Linked DNA regions of Mus musculus: all the other regions are linked to region 2. The links are chromatin contacts, called in public promoter capture Hi-C maps. All regions are on one chromosome and are shown on one strand. The core of a region is the stretch at or near the end of the contact, and the rest is flanking DNA. Distances in the headings are between cores, read along the strand shown.

Region 1 (4,777 bases), core at 1,088-3,587, 2.2 Mb before region 2:
TAATTCTTTTTTTTTTTTTTTTTTTTTTGAGACAGGGTTTCTCTGTGTAGCCCTGGCTGTCCTGGAACTCACTCTGTAGACCAGGCTGGCCTCGAACTCAGAAATCCACCTGCCTCTGCCTCCCGAGTGCTGGGATTAAAGGCATGCGCCACCATGCCCGGCTGATAATTCTTTTTTTTTTTTTATTTTTTATTAGGTATTTTCCTCGTTTACATTTTCAATGCTATCCCAAAAGTCCCCCATACCCACCCATACCCACCCTCCCACTCCCCTACCCACTCACTCCCCCTTTTTGGCCCTGGCATTCCCCTGTACTGGGGCATATAAAGTTTGCAAGTCCAATGGGCCTCTCTTTCCACTGATGGCCGACTAGGCCATCTTTTGATACATATGCAGCTAGAACCAAGAGCTCCGGGGTACTGGTTAGTTCATATTGTTGTTCCACCTATAGTACAAACCTGTCTCTTGTACATAACCTTCAGTCTCCTGAGCCAAGAGCTTGCAAATCCAGCTTAGGTACATTGGTGGTGGCTCTGACTTGCATGTGGCAGATTCTCTCTACCACTGAAGTGGCCCAGCTGCTGCTATGAGGGATACTATGGCAAATCCCAAGGTCAGGCCAATTCAGAAAACCTAGATGTGGTAGCTCGCCTATAATTCCACAAGTCAGAAAGGCTGACACAGGAGGATTACCAGGAGTTCAAGGCTAGGCTGGGCTACTGTGAGCATGTAAGACCCTCAAAAAAACAAAAACAAAGCTGGGTGGTAATGCAGCTTTAATCCCAGCACTTGGAAGGCAAATCACAAGCTTGTGCCTTCAGGCCTGGCTCAAGAACACTTTTAAATGATATTAAAATGATTAAATGATATTAAAACAAAATTAAAAATCTCTTCAAGCCAGGCGGTGGTGGTGCACGCCTTTAATCCAGCACTCGGGAGGCAGAGGCAGGTAGATTTCTGAGTTCGAGGCCAGCCTGGTCTACAAAGTGAGTTCCAGGACAGCCAGGGCTATTCAGAGAAACCCTGTCTCAAAAAAACAAAACAAAACAAACAAACAAACAAAAAACCCCAAAAAAACAAACACAACAAAAAAATCGCTTCAAAACTGTAAAATCGTGGGGGGGGGGGGGGCTGGCGAGATGGCTCAGTGGTTAAGAGGGCCGACTGCTCTTCCAAAGGTCCGGAGTTCAAATCCCAGCAACCACATGGTGGCTCACAAACATCCGTAACGAAATCTGATGCCCTCTTCTGGAGTGTCTCAAGACAGCTACAGTGTACTTACATATACTAAATAAATAAATCTTTAAAAAAAAAAAATCGGATACACGCAGTAAAAACCTCAGAATCAAAATTTAAAACATTTGAAGTTAAAGTTTAAAATTCAAAAAGAAATCGGTCAGGTGAGAGGTCCCTTTAAAAGTAGACGTTCACTGACATTCAAGGCGACGTTTAAGTTTAAGAAATAAAATGTACTGACTGAGCTCTCATCTTGTCTGACGCCGGAGCCCCACTGTCCTCTGCTTTGATTTCACTTGGAGGGGTGTCTAGTGCCTCAGTTTCTCCTCAGCCGGCCGCTTGTTCCTCCCACTGAGCAGTAGCTCATTCTTTAGCTCAGGCTAGCCCTCAACTGGTGATAATTCTCTGTCTCAGTGCTGGATTTCAGGTTTGACCCACTGGGCCAGACCAGATTGTCAGATACTTTGGAATTGGAATTTCAGGAACTGTGAGTCGACCTAAGCACTTGATGCTTTTGAAGAGACCCTGAGCACAGTTTGCAGTACCAATCTTTCCAGAACTAAAACTGTTTTTAATTTCCTTTTTGATTGCTAATTGCTGCCATGTAAGAGATACACATGAATTTTGTGTGTTCATATACAGGGTCAAGTCCCCCTGTGAACAGAGCGTTGGAGCTTCTACTACTTCACTTTTCCAATTAGGGCCCTTTACTCTTTTTTCTTTTTTGGTTTTACAAGTTTACAAGGGTTTCTCTGTATAGCCCTGGCTGTCCTAGAACTCACTTTGTAGACCAGGTTGGCCTCAAACTCAGAAATTCGCCTGCCTCTGTCTCCCGAGTGCTGGGATTAAAGGCGTGCGCCACCACGCCCGGTTTAAAAAAAAAAAAAAAAAAAAAAATTTAAAGGACAAAATGTAAGCACAACAGGCAGGCAAGTGTGCCCTATAGCTCAGCTTAAGGAGCCCGCCCTCCAGACCGCCCAAGGTCAAGGGATTTGAGGCGGGGTCCGCGTGAGTTCGCACGCCGCAGGACCCTCCCCTGTGCCAGCGTCCCAGGCTCGCCGCGGCCCCAGGTCCTTCCCGGCAACCGGAAGAGACGTAAAGAAGGCGGGGCTGAGTTTTAGAAACCGGACCGTGAAGCTTTGCGCTTCCTCTTTCCAGCCAGCGCCGAGCGATGGGTGAGTGTTGCTGCGGGCCGGGTCGGGCCGCGGGGGAGCGAGCTCCATCCGTCTCCATCCTGCCTCCCGACGCATGCTCGGCCCGACCATGGGCCACGGGCAGCCGTGGCAAGGGCCTGCGGTGGGCTAGGGCTGTGGAGATCGCTGCGGCCGCCTCCGGGGCTCCGGGCTGCGAGCGGGCCAACATGGCTGCCGCGGGCCGGGCCGCACGCGGATGATGACACCTGGGTATGCTGCACACTCCCGACTGCGTCGTGGGGAAGCCAACCTTGGAGAGCTGAGCGTGCGGGCAGCCCGCGCAGCGCGGGGCTCGGGAGCGGGCTGATTGGCCGGCGGCGAGGCCCGGTTGCTCAGGCTTGCGTCCTCGCTCCCACACACAGGCATCTCTCGGGACAACTGGCACAAGCGCCGCAAGACCGGGGGTAAGCGAAAACCCTACCACAAGAAGCGAAAGTATGAGCTGGGACGGCCCGCTGCCAACACGAAGGTGCGTGCGGGGGTCGGGGGGAGGACGACTGGGAGAGGCTGCCTTCCCCTGCGCTAGAGCGTGTTTGCTGGGGAACACGAGTGGCTGTGATCACCTTTGTAAGGCTCAGGTTTCTCGGTGCTGGCGACTGGACATGGAAGTGTGTCCACGTGCAGGGTCTGTGCACCCTAATCTCCAAGCTTAGGGTCTACTGGAGCCTAGGAGTGGGAGAGCTGCAAGCTTGGTGTGTTCCTTACTGGGGTTCTTCCTGTGTTAGGGGGGGTCTGGCTTTTTCTGGAGGTAACTAGGGTGATGAAAACGTATCCTTAGGCGTGGTTATGGCCGTCTTGGCCACCTGTACACCACTTGCCAATGCAAGGACTTGTCATAGTTACACTGACTGTTACCTCCGTCTGGTTCGGGTTCCTCTCCCAGTCCCCACTCGTTTTGATGACACATGTTCTGGCCTTCTTGTGTTCTCTAGATTGGCCCTCGCCGCATACACACAGTCCGAGTTCGAGGAGGCAATAAGAAGTACCGTGCCCTGAGATTGGATGTGGGGAACTTTTCCTGGGGCTCTGAGTGTAAGTAGGTGTTGAAGTATTTGAATTTGTTCTTGCTGAAAGATCCTGAGGTAGTTGGAGAATTCTTTGCCATATTCTGATCTCTTAACTCCTGCAATGAGAGGTGCTTTCTAGAGAATGTTAAAAAAAGATTTCAGTAATAAAAAAACATTAACTGCCCCAGCCCCTGATTGTGAATCTCTCTTTGTATGCAGGTTGTACTCGCAAAACAAGGATCATTGATGTTGTCTACAATGCATCCAACAACGAGCTTGTCCGCACCAAGACCCTGGTGAAGAACTGCATCGTGCTTATTGACAGCACGCCGTACCGACAGTGGTACGAGTCCCACTATGCACTGCCCCTGGGCCGCAAGAAGGGGGCCAAGCTGGTGCGTTGTCTTCCTGTAAGGGGTTGATTGGCTGGGGGTGGGATGGGTGCTGCCTTCTTGTGATGAAAATACTGTCCAGTTCTGCTACTGAAGGAATGAGATGAACACTTTAGTGCTGAAGAAGGCAAGCATGGCGACTTGGGGGGGGGGGGTTCAAGGAGGCTTGTGACTTTCCTGGTGACAAATCAATTCATATTCTTTTCATTCAGACTCCTGAGGAGGAAGAGATTTTAAACAAAAAACGATCAAAGAAAATTCAAAAGAAATACGATGAAAGGAAAAAGAATGCCAAAATCAGCAGCCTCCTGGAGGAGCAGTTCCAGCAGGGCAAGCTTCTAGGTGAGGTGGCTGTGGGGCTGGGGTGGGTGGACCCTTCCTGGTTCAGTGGGGTACATGTGAGTGTAGGTGGCTAATAACGTGCTGTGTGGGTGGAAAGCAGGTTGTGTAGCTGGGGGCAGGGGATGATGCGGCACTGTCTCGGTGATGAGAACTTTGTCCAGTTCTGCTGCTGATCTCTTAAGTGAGGATGAAGTTATCTGAGGAGACGGTTGGCCTTCAACGCCTGCCCCCTGGGTGTCAGGCCAGCGTGGACTTCTACAGGTGGCGTGGAGTGTCTTGTCCTTTACTGAAGACTGCCTGTTCTCTTTCAGCCTGTATTGCCTCACGACCAGGCCAGTGTGGCAGAGCAGACGGCTATGTGCTCGAAGGCAAGGAGCTGGAGTTCTATCTGCGGAAGATCAAAGCCCGGAAAGGCAAATGAGCCTCATGTGTAGTGTAATAAAGGTGTCTGCTGTTCTATCTGTATGCTGTCTAGGTGTTTGGAGAGGCTGGTTTTTTTCCTGCTCTCTGAGCAAACTCATCTCTACTGTGCAGCTGTAGTGAGGGGCCCAGTCCAGTAAAGCCAGATTTCCCCTGGTCTTTTGGGAACCTAGAGTGGATTGGTGTG
Region 2 (4,423 bases), core at 843-3,342:
AACAAGTCGGTTTGTGGGGACAGAGATCTTCCTGTTCATTGTCACAAGAGCCAGTCTGTTGATGCATATGTTCATTTTAGTTGTTTATAAAAATGTATCATGAAGTTTCCTGTTTGGGCTTTCTGGGGATCATGTGTTCCTCACCCCCCTTCAAGTGCTGGGATACAGGTGCACACTACCAAGCCCAGCCAGCACATATGTACTTTTTAAGTCTTAATTTTTTTTAATCTTCTACGCATTGTTTCGGTTTCAGAAAAAAAAATCTTGTCTGAGGTAGACAAAGAGGCTTAGTAGTTGCTGTCGCAAGGCTAATGATTCAGTTCTCAGAATTCGAGGTGGAAACAAAGAACAGACTCTGGAACGTTGTCCTTTGATCTCCACATGCACACAGTGGGACAGACTTCTGCTCTCACATGCACATATCACATACATAGCACAACAGCAATGCTAACAATAGATAACAATCTTAGGGCCTTACGTAAGATGGCTCAGAGGCTAAAAGTGCTTGCTGTCAAAACTAACAGCCTGAGTTTGATCGATTCCGAGGACCTACTGGCAGAAGGAGCCGACTCCTGAAAGTCATCCTCAGACCTCCACATGCACACTGCAGCATACATGTGCACATGCACACACATGAACACACAATAAATACATTTTAAACACTAATGAAAAATTTAAAAAATGAATCATCTGACTCAAGATAGAGGATTACTAACAAAGGTGTAAGTCATTTAGAAGAGACCTTTTCTATATAGTCTAAGGCTAAAAATATTGGGAGAGCAAAGTTCTACTGGATATAACCTTTAAGGATCAATTAAAACTTATCCCAGAGATATGAAACTTCTTGAAATACAGGCTTGTTTTTCTTGTTTGTTTGTTTGCTTGTTTTAAAAGAAGCCTTTCTTTAGCAGTTGACTGCCATGGTATCAGTAATCACACTGATAACTCTACCCCCACAAAGTATAAGTTTTCCTCACCAACAGGAATGACTTAAGTGCCTGTCTCTCCTTTCATGCATTAGGTCTTTCTCATCTGAAAGCCACCAAATGAGATTTGATAACTAGCTCATCTTGATAGTATTACTTATAAAGCTAATGGAGCCAAAGCTGTACAAACCTGTACCTAACAAAAATAGTCTGCTCAGGGAATGTCTTCATTGTGCAGCAAATGAGGACCATCAAGTCACCCTCACCTCTTCTCCCTCTTACCCATAGAAAGTTCTTTCTGGCCTCCCACCTTAGCTGTCCTCCTCAGCCCAGCCAGATTTACTGACAAGTCCCTCCAGTGCAGACACAAATGGGTTTATGTACAAGTTTTTCCCCTGACTAGAAAGTCAATAGCTTTTCTTCATATATAAAATAAAAACCCTTCATATTAAGGTCCTACCCAATTACTGCAACCATAACCCCGGTCACTCATCCTCCAGTCCTAACTCGACTATCAGCAGTCGATAGGACTACACAGGCTGTCCTCCCCTTCCTTTGGAATTTCCTACTAAATCCTATCATCCAACCCCCAACACGAATGTGCAATCTCTCAGGGTGACATCACTGTCTTTGTGTTCAGACACTGTACGTCCACGCCTCACTTTTGACATAGGTCTACTTCCTGTAGACCACGGACTATAAACACGTAATAGATTCCTTACACAGTCTGGGTCAGATAGAAAGAATGCAAAAAAGCAAGGATCAGGGTTTCAGTCTCCAAGAAATTTCTACAGTGAAGTCAATCTGAGGCACGTCACAATGTAAACTTCTTTCCCATTTTTTAGCAGTGAGGTCCGCCTTCTTTCTCCCCTGGCGGCCCTGTGGTCATCGGTTCCACCGCGCTAACTCCGACCTTACAGGCCGCTTGTTACTCACCGTGCTTCCCGGGCCCGTAGGGCGCCTCGGGGAATCAGGAGCTCAAAGATCCACCGTCGCTGTTGTCACGGCCGCCGCCAAGCTAGGGTTTGGTTGTTGGGCCCGTTTGTTGGGCACGCAGAGTCAGGATCCAGGTAGCGTCTCAGATGACTGCGGCCCCGCCTCTGGGACGTTGGGGTCGCGGGAACCGAGGCGGCAAGCGCTCGCTGGAGGGAACCAAAGGGCGCGCCGCGCCTGCTGATTGGCCAGAAGCCCGGCCAGTCCCGCTGCAGGGGCGGTACCACGGTCGTCACGCAACGTCTCAACTGCAGACTGCTGTGACGACCAATCGGAGCCCAGCCTGGGATTAGCGCTCGCCCTATCCCAAGGTTCTTTAAAGAACCGAGGGCGCCATCGCAGCTCTGTGTCACTACTCAGAGGATTTAAACCTTCATTTGGTCAACGGTTAAGTTCCGGTTTGGCTGGCATTGGCCAAACGCATGCGCAGTTAAAAAAAGAAATCCCGGCTGGTTTGCTGGAAGTGCTTCCTGCACAGATTGTGGTCTGACTGCTGGGATCCACTTAGCCAAGCTTGGTTCTCCCCTGTAATTCCTGCGCTCTTCCGAGGCAGGTGCTGAGACAGGAGGCTCGCCACGAGTTAGAGACAAGCTGGAATTATTTAGAGACCCTGTCTCAAAAGACTAGAGTCGAGTGTGGTGGTGCGCCGCCTTAGTCCCAGCTTTGAAGAGGTGGGTGGAGGCAGAGAGGTCTTCTAAGCTACGAAGCAAATCAAAGACCAACTTGGTCTGCATGAGACCCTGTCTCAGGAGAAAAAAAGTTTTCAAGCCCTTAGATGATCAGAGATAGAGGAGGTTAAATTTGCTTTAAGTTGTTTCTAAAATATGATCGATCTTACCAATTTTGGGAAATTCCTTCTCGTTGAACAGAAAATACTGGTGGCTATTTATACTTATTTCCAGTGCTGATATTGGGGACAGTTGTGGTGTGTGATTTATGTGTGCGTGCTGCCAGAGGTCCATGTTGGAGATCTTTGAGATGATCAGGCATTCGTTGTAATTAAAACAAAACAAGAAAAGACTTAAATTAAAAAGGAAGCACGTCTATAGTGTTAGGGGAAGGTAGCAAACGTGTTCTTAGGATTAGTTCATGTTACATTAAACTTTGTGTATTTTTTAAAAGGCAGGTAAAAATCTAAATACATAAAAGACTTTAAATTAATAATGTATCAATGTTGGGTTAATAGAAACAAATGTACATACTTATATAAGATGTTAAAAAAAAAAAGAGGAAAGTGCGTGGGAGGTGTGCTTCATTTATTTTCTGTATATCTGAGACTGTTCTGGGAGGCTAGTATGCAGCTAAGTAGTAGTGTAGGACCCCAGCATGTGCAGGGTCCTGGGTTGAGTGACTAGCACCACACACTAAGTAAATACTTTTAACAGGTAAAATCTGGGGCTGTAGAGATAGCTCAGTGGTTAAGAGCACTTGCTGATCTTGCAGATCATCTTGGTTGCCGGCATCCTGGTTAGATAGATCACAGTTGTCTTCTGGCCTCCTTGGGCACACCCATCCCTGGCTGCCACACATGCATAGCCCATAAATAAATCTTAAAAGGTTATGAAACCCAGTGCTTGTGGTAGTGCACACCGTTAATCCCACCACTGTGAGTTCAAGGCCACCGTGGTCTACAGAGCTAGTTCCAGGACAGCCAAGGCTGTCTTGGAGATCCCTGTCTTAGAAAAAAAAAAAAAAATCAGGAAAAACAAGAGGAAACATCGGAGAAGCTGAAGCATCATGAGAACTCAAGTGTCAGCAAATGGTGAATTAAACATTTTATTGGCACTGGACTTCTAAGCAGGATGTATATGTAATGTTATGCATAAATACTTGTGTGTTTTGAGACAGGGTCTCATACAGTCCATGTTGATCTTGAACTATGGAAGTAAGGATGACCCAGATCTTTCTACCTATGCCCTTCAAGTGTTGGGATTATAGGGGTGGGCCCCACACCTGGTTTATGCCATTCTGAGGCTTGAACCCATAACTATTGTGCATGTTGTATAAGAATCCTGCTAGCCAAAAAACAAAACAAAAAAAAACTACTAAAAAAAAAAAAAAACTGGGTGTGGTGGCGCACACCTTTAATCCCAGCACTCGGGAGGCAGATTTCTGAGTTCGAGGCCAGGCTGGTCTATAGAGTGACTTCCAGGACATCCAGGGCTATACAGAGAAACTCTGTCTTGAAAAAAACCAAAAAAAAAAAAAAAAAAAAAAAAAATCTTGCTAGCTAAGCTACATCCCCTGCTCTGGTGCATAATTACTTTATATCAAAATGGAAAATGGTTGCCCTTGGCAAACAAGATGACTGCCCTGAAGACAACCCGGGTGTTCTTTTTAGTTAGTTTTCTTTGCAGTATTGTGATTGGCATGTTAAGGAAGTAAGTGCTCTGAGCTACATCCTCTGCCCCCAAACTCCTCCTTTTTTTTTTTTTAAAGAAGTATTTATTTTATGTATACATGTACACTGTAGCTGTCTTCGGACACACCAGAAGAGGGCATAG
Region 3 (4,892 bases), core at 790-3,289, 2.9 Mb before region 2:
GTCCCTGGTTCTAAGCCAAACAAAGGCTGGCCCCATCGTAGCTAATGTACTCAGTAGAGAATGGGTTCAGAATGGCTGTGTGGAGAAAGTTGCATTTCTGTTGAGAATATGTGCCTTCAGGATCCACCTGGGGTATGGGAAGAAATGGTGTGGAGATTAGATTTCCAGGATGGATGTGTGGTATGGTATTTTATTTTTATTTATGTTCATTTATATTGAGTACATTTCAAGGGGTCAGAGAGCTGGGCTGCAGCCAGTGTACCACCTGCACCTTGATAAGGTGTTTTAGAACACCACTTGCACGTGGTCAGGAGGGCTGTAGAAAGTAAGGTGGAGTGAGAGGAACTGGAAGGCCTTTCATCCCTTAAAGGAGGAATAAGGGTTACCTAACGTTGCCTGTGTACCCCTAGCTCTCCCTCTTAGCACCTTTAAGGCAGATCAGATCAGTCCGTCAGGACCACGGACAGCGCACGGCAGCCGGACTTCTTCCTTTATTTTCTCAGCTGTAGTTCTGTCTGCCCTGCCCTTCTGGTTACCCATCAGTAAGATCAGAAGAACGGGCTGAGTTCGCCCCACTCCCATCCATGACATCTGAATCCACTTGCTGGATGGGGTAACTGCATCCCATCCTCTGATCTTCCCCAGCTTTTGTACTGATTCTGCCTTTCATTCTTTTCCATCCAGTGTCTTCCTCAGCCAGCTAGTAGCATCAGTGTCTTCCACTTCATTATTTATCCCGCTCCTCAGTCCCAATTAAAAAAAAATGTGTATGTGTGTATGGCTGAGTTTATATCTGCGCACCACCTGAGTGTAGTTGCCTGCAGGTATTAGAAAAGGGACAAAAAAAAAAAAAAAAAAAAAAAAAAAGCTGGGCGTAGTGGCGCACGCCTTTAATCCCAGCACTTGGGAGGCAGAGACAGGCGGATTTCTGAGTTTGAGGCCAGCCTGGTCTACAAAGTGACTTCCAGGATAGCCAGGGCTATACAGAGAAACCCTGTCTCGAAAAAAAAACAAAACAAAAAAAAAGGAAAGGGACCTCCTAGAACTGGAGTTGCACATAGTTATAAGCCACCATGTGGGTGGTGGTAACTGAACCCACTGCAAGCACAGCAAGTGCTCTTAGCCACTGAAACATTTCTCCAGCCCCGTTAGTCCCATTCCCACAGTCCTGATTTCTCAGCTCTCCTGGAGGATGCAGAGATGCGCCACATGTTTTCAGTCCTTTTTCCCTACGGCATCACGTGAAGAGAGTCTTCCTCTCCCATCCCTCCTTATGATAAGAAGTCGTGTGGGAGAATGTGGGATGTAGCTCAGCCAGAGAGTCGTTGCTTTCCATGCACGAGGCCCCAGGTTCAGTCCCAAGGAGGTGGGGCGAGAGAATAAATTCGGGCTCTAAAGCCCAGTTTCTAGAACCAGCAGACATGGTTTTGTTTTTCTTATCTATATGGGATAATTCTTGCTTCTAATGATGAACTGGTGAACTTAGCAAGGGTCAGTGTTTGGTTGACAGACCGTGAGGACAACAGGTTGTGGGACAATTCTCTAGCAGGCAAAGTAAAGGACATAGAGACATTTTACGATGTCTGGCAGTAAGTACCTGCTCACAAATATTCAAACCCAAGCTGTGGGCACTGAGTTGGAAATTATGCAGTACTGGGAGATCCAGCTCGGTCACACAGCAAGACCCTGTTTCAGATTCTGGGGGCTGTGAAGATGGCTTGGTGGATTAGGGAGCTTGCAGCCAACCCTGAAGAACTGAGCTGTATAAGGACCCTTGCTCTCACTGTATGTATATACGTGCACACGCGCGCGCGTTTAAATATGATCAGCAGATAGCGCCTGCTCACACTGAATTAGTGACTTAGAAATTAGAGGGCACCGGCAGGCTGGCCTTAGGGTATCCGGGAAGAAGCTTTAGCCAGTGGAACCACAACACCCACAAGGCTTTGCGGCACTTCCGATTGGTCCTGAGTGAGAGGCTAGTGATTGGTTCTCTGTGGGAAGTCCTTGAACCCGGAAGTAATCTCCGTAGGTCCATGTGTAGTGGAGAGCCGGGAATTTGGAAGCGTACGGTTTGGATCCTAGGACCCGAGGACAGGTTGGTCCGGATCCACAAACAGAGCTGCTGTGACCTCGAGGACTTTTGAGGGTGCAGCTGCATCTCACCCCACCCAAGCTGCGCCCAATGGAGTCTACGTTCAGCAGCCCTGCGGAGGCAGCCCTGCAACGGGAGGCGGGCGTTCCAGGACAGTTCACTCCTCCTGAAGACCTGGACCGCGTGTATGAGCTGGAGCGAGTTACGAAATTTGTCTGCGATTTAGGTTGTCAGCGGGTGAGGTCTGGTTCAGAGAAGGGGGCGCGAAAAGGGGGCGCGGGGCGCGGGCTCTCCTCTGGGTATGGGTTGCGGAGATTGGGACTTTGGGTCGGGATCCGCCCGTATCGCACGGATTACCCACAACTCTGTGGGGCTGGCTGCCTCCTTAGAAGTAGGGGCTTGGGATGTTTAGTGGGTTTTTTTGTTTGTTTGTTTGTTTTTTTGTTTGTTTTTTGTTTTTTTGCAGAGGCTGTTGGTGGAGGAGTGAGGTTGTCGCTGACTTGTGGCTTGTATTTACAGGTGACTTTGCAGTTCCCTGACCAGTTACTAGGAGATGCGGGAGCGGTGGCTGCCCGGCTGGAGGAAGTCACAGGAGCTAAGATGTTCATTTTAGGGGACACAGCTTATGGCAGGTATGGGGTTTCCCAGCCCACAGTGTCTGCCTCCAGTGACCGTGTTTGCACGATGAGAAGCTCCTGATGCCAGCTTCCCTCAGTCACAGTGAATTCCTAGCTTGGTGCCATTTTCTCCACTGGCCACATTTCCCATTGATGACAACTCTTCTCTCCAGGTAGGGAACACCTCTCACCAATGCTCTCTCCCCTGCAGCTGCTGTGTGGATGTGCTGGGCGCCGAGCAGGCTGGAGCTCAAGCCCTTGTGCACTTCGGTCCTGCCTGCTTAAGCCCCCCAGCCTCGCAGCTGCCCATCACCTTTGTCCTTGGTCAGCGACCCGTTGCTTTAGAGCTCTGTGCAAAGGCCTTTGAAGCCCAGAACCCAGATCCGACAGCCCCGGTGGTACTGCTGAGTGAGCCAGCTTGTGCCCATGCCCTAGGTGAGAAATTATACCTGTGAGGGAAAGAAGGGTGGGTCCACAGCTTCATGCCTTAATTCCTCCTATTTAAGCACACTTACCTAGAGCTCTTGGCCTCAGTTGGCCTGGCTTGTCCTTTAGGGTCACATTGAGGCATCTGGGGATGAGACATCTCTTACTTTGCCAGACTTCAACTCTGATGCACCTCTTTCAGAGCCTTTGGCCATGCTCCTGCTCCCAAAGTACCAAGATCTGCTCATCTCCCGCCCAGCTCTTCCCCTGCCAGTGGGATCCCCGAGCTCACAGCCTGAGTCCCTGGAGCGTTTTGGGCGCTGCTTCCCCCTGAATCCAGGGAGACGTCTGGAAGAATATGGTGCCTTCTATGTAGGGGCTTCTCAAGCAAGCTCGGACTCCAGCCTTGATCCCGACCTGAGCAGACTGCTCTTGGGTTGGACACCAGGGCGGCCCTTCTTTTCCTGTTGTCCAGATACAGGACAGACACAAGACCAGGGTGCCAAGGCTGGGAGACTAAGAGCACGAAGACTGTATCTCATAGAGAGGGCCAGAGATGCCCGTGTGGTTGGGCTGCTGGCAGGCACATTAGGTGTGGCTCGACACCGTGAGGCACTGGCACACTTGCGGAAACTGACGGAAGCTGCTGGAAAACGTAGCTATGTGTTAGCCGTGGGGAAGCCCACACCCGCCAAGCTTGCCAACTTCCCTGAGATGGACGTCTTTGTGCTGTTAGCCTGTCCCCTGGGGGCACTAGCCCCCCAGCCTTCGGGTGGCTTCTTTCGGCCTGTATTGACGCCATGTGAATTGGAGGCTGCCTGCAACCCTGCCTGGCCCCCGCCAGGCCTGGCTCCCCACCTCACACATTATGCAGAGCTGTTGCCTGGTGAGTGGCAAGGCCGCATCTGGGTTTGAAAGTTGGGGTTGGAGTTGAAAAAACCGGGATAGCTTTCTTTTCTCCTTCTACGTCAGGTTCTCCCTTCCATGTGCCACTCCCTCCACCTGAGTCAGAGTTGTGGGATACCCCAGATGTGTCACTCATTTCTGGGGAGCTCCGACCACCACCTCCTTGGAAGTCATCAGATGACACTAGATGTTCGGCCTTAATTCCGAGGCCCCAACTGGAGCTGGCGGAGAGCAGCCCTGCAGGTAAACATGCAAGCAGCTGCCCCCGCTAGAGTTTTGCCCAGGTCCAGCCCACACAGCTTATCTTCTTTCCCTCTGCAGCTTCATTCCTTAGTTCTCGGAACTGGCAGGGGCTGGAGCCACGCTTGGGCCAGACACCAGTGAAAGAAGCCGTCAGAGGAAGACGAGGTATCGCCATCGCCTACGAGGATGAGGGGAGCAGCTGATACCTTGGGAGGCCAGAGCCAGAGTGATAAGTCTGCCGGGACCTGTTCTCCCTGACCAACGTCTCGTCCTGTCACAGGGACACTTGATGCCTAGACACAGGGAGTGTAGGTAGCTCTCTCTGTGGAGCTGTCCAGCTTATAGCCTGTGCAGGGAGGGGTCCCAGGGCTCATCCCAGTTCCTGGTGTGCAGGAGTTCTGCCCTTGGTCAGGGGCAGAAGTTGGATGATCCAGACCAGAGTTCTTCCACCTCCCTCAGCACTGTTGACAGTTTGGGCAGAGTAATTCTTTAATGCAGAGGCTACTCTATATAGAGAAGGATGTATAGGTTCAGCTGACAGAAACAGAAACACCTCCCTTCCTCCCCAACTGAGCTAGGATAACCCAGATTATCTCTACAGGTTG

Evidence for each region. Promoter capture Hi-C pulls out the DNA fragments that hold promoters and counts their contacts. Capture Hi-C pulls out chosen DNA fragments and counts their contacts.
Region 1: a promoter capture Hi-C map of erythroid cells shows a contact between it and region 2, with 5 times the contacts expected there. The contact joins the promoter of Rps8 here to the promoter of Stil in region 2. A contact is called at or near these places in 2 of 39 promoter capture datasets (erythroid cells and pre-B cells).
Region 3: a contact with region 2 is called in a promoter capture Hi-C map of liver, with 2.9 times the contacts expected there. The contact joins the promoter of Dph2 here to the promoter of Stil in region 2. A contact is called at or near these places in 1 of 39 promoter capture datasets (pre-B cells) and 1 of 9 other capture datasets (liver).

The regions. Positions count from the first base shown.
Region 1 is chr4:117,153,692-117,158,468 of GRCm38.p6, reverse strand. Rps8 (ribosomal protein S8) reads left to right here and starts at 2,337. Exons shown (of 6, transcript NM_009098.2): 1 at 2,337-2,411; 2 at 2,792-2,898; 3 at 3,362-3,461; 4 at 3,656-3,831; 5 at 4,041-4,170; 6 at 4,482-4,633. The coding sequence starts at 2,408. The coding sequence ends at 4,591. It overlaps Snord55 (small nucleolar RNA, C/D box 55), which reads left to right and starts at 2,621; the gene lies at 2,621-2,698. LOC115490046 (a small nucleolar RNA gene) reads left to right here and starts at 3,180; the gene lies at 3,180-3,283. Gm22980 (a small nucleolar RNA gene) reads left to right here and starts at 4,307; the gene lies at 4,307-4,376. It also overlaps Snord38a.
Region 2 is chr4:114,997,787-115,002,209 of GRCm38.p6, reverse strand. It overlaps Stil (Scl/Tal1 interrupting locus), which reads right to left and starts at 2,092. Exons shown (of 17, transcript NM_009185.3): 1 at 1,863-2,092.
Region 3 is chr4:117,889,150-117,894,041 of GRCm38.p6, reverse strand. Dph2 (DPH2 homolog) reads left to right here and starts at 2,039. Exons shown (of 6, transcript NM_026344.3): 1 at 2,039-2,332; 2 at 2,615-2,727; 3 at 2,924-3,147; 4 at 3,341-4,024; 5 at 4,111-4,287; 6 at 4,366-4,892. The coding sequence starts at 2,186. The coding sequence ends at 4,490. It also overlaps a transcript of Ipo13 not described here.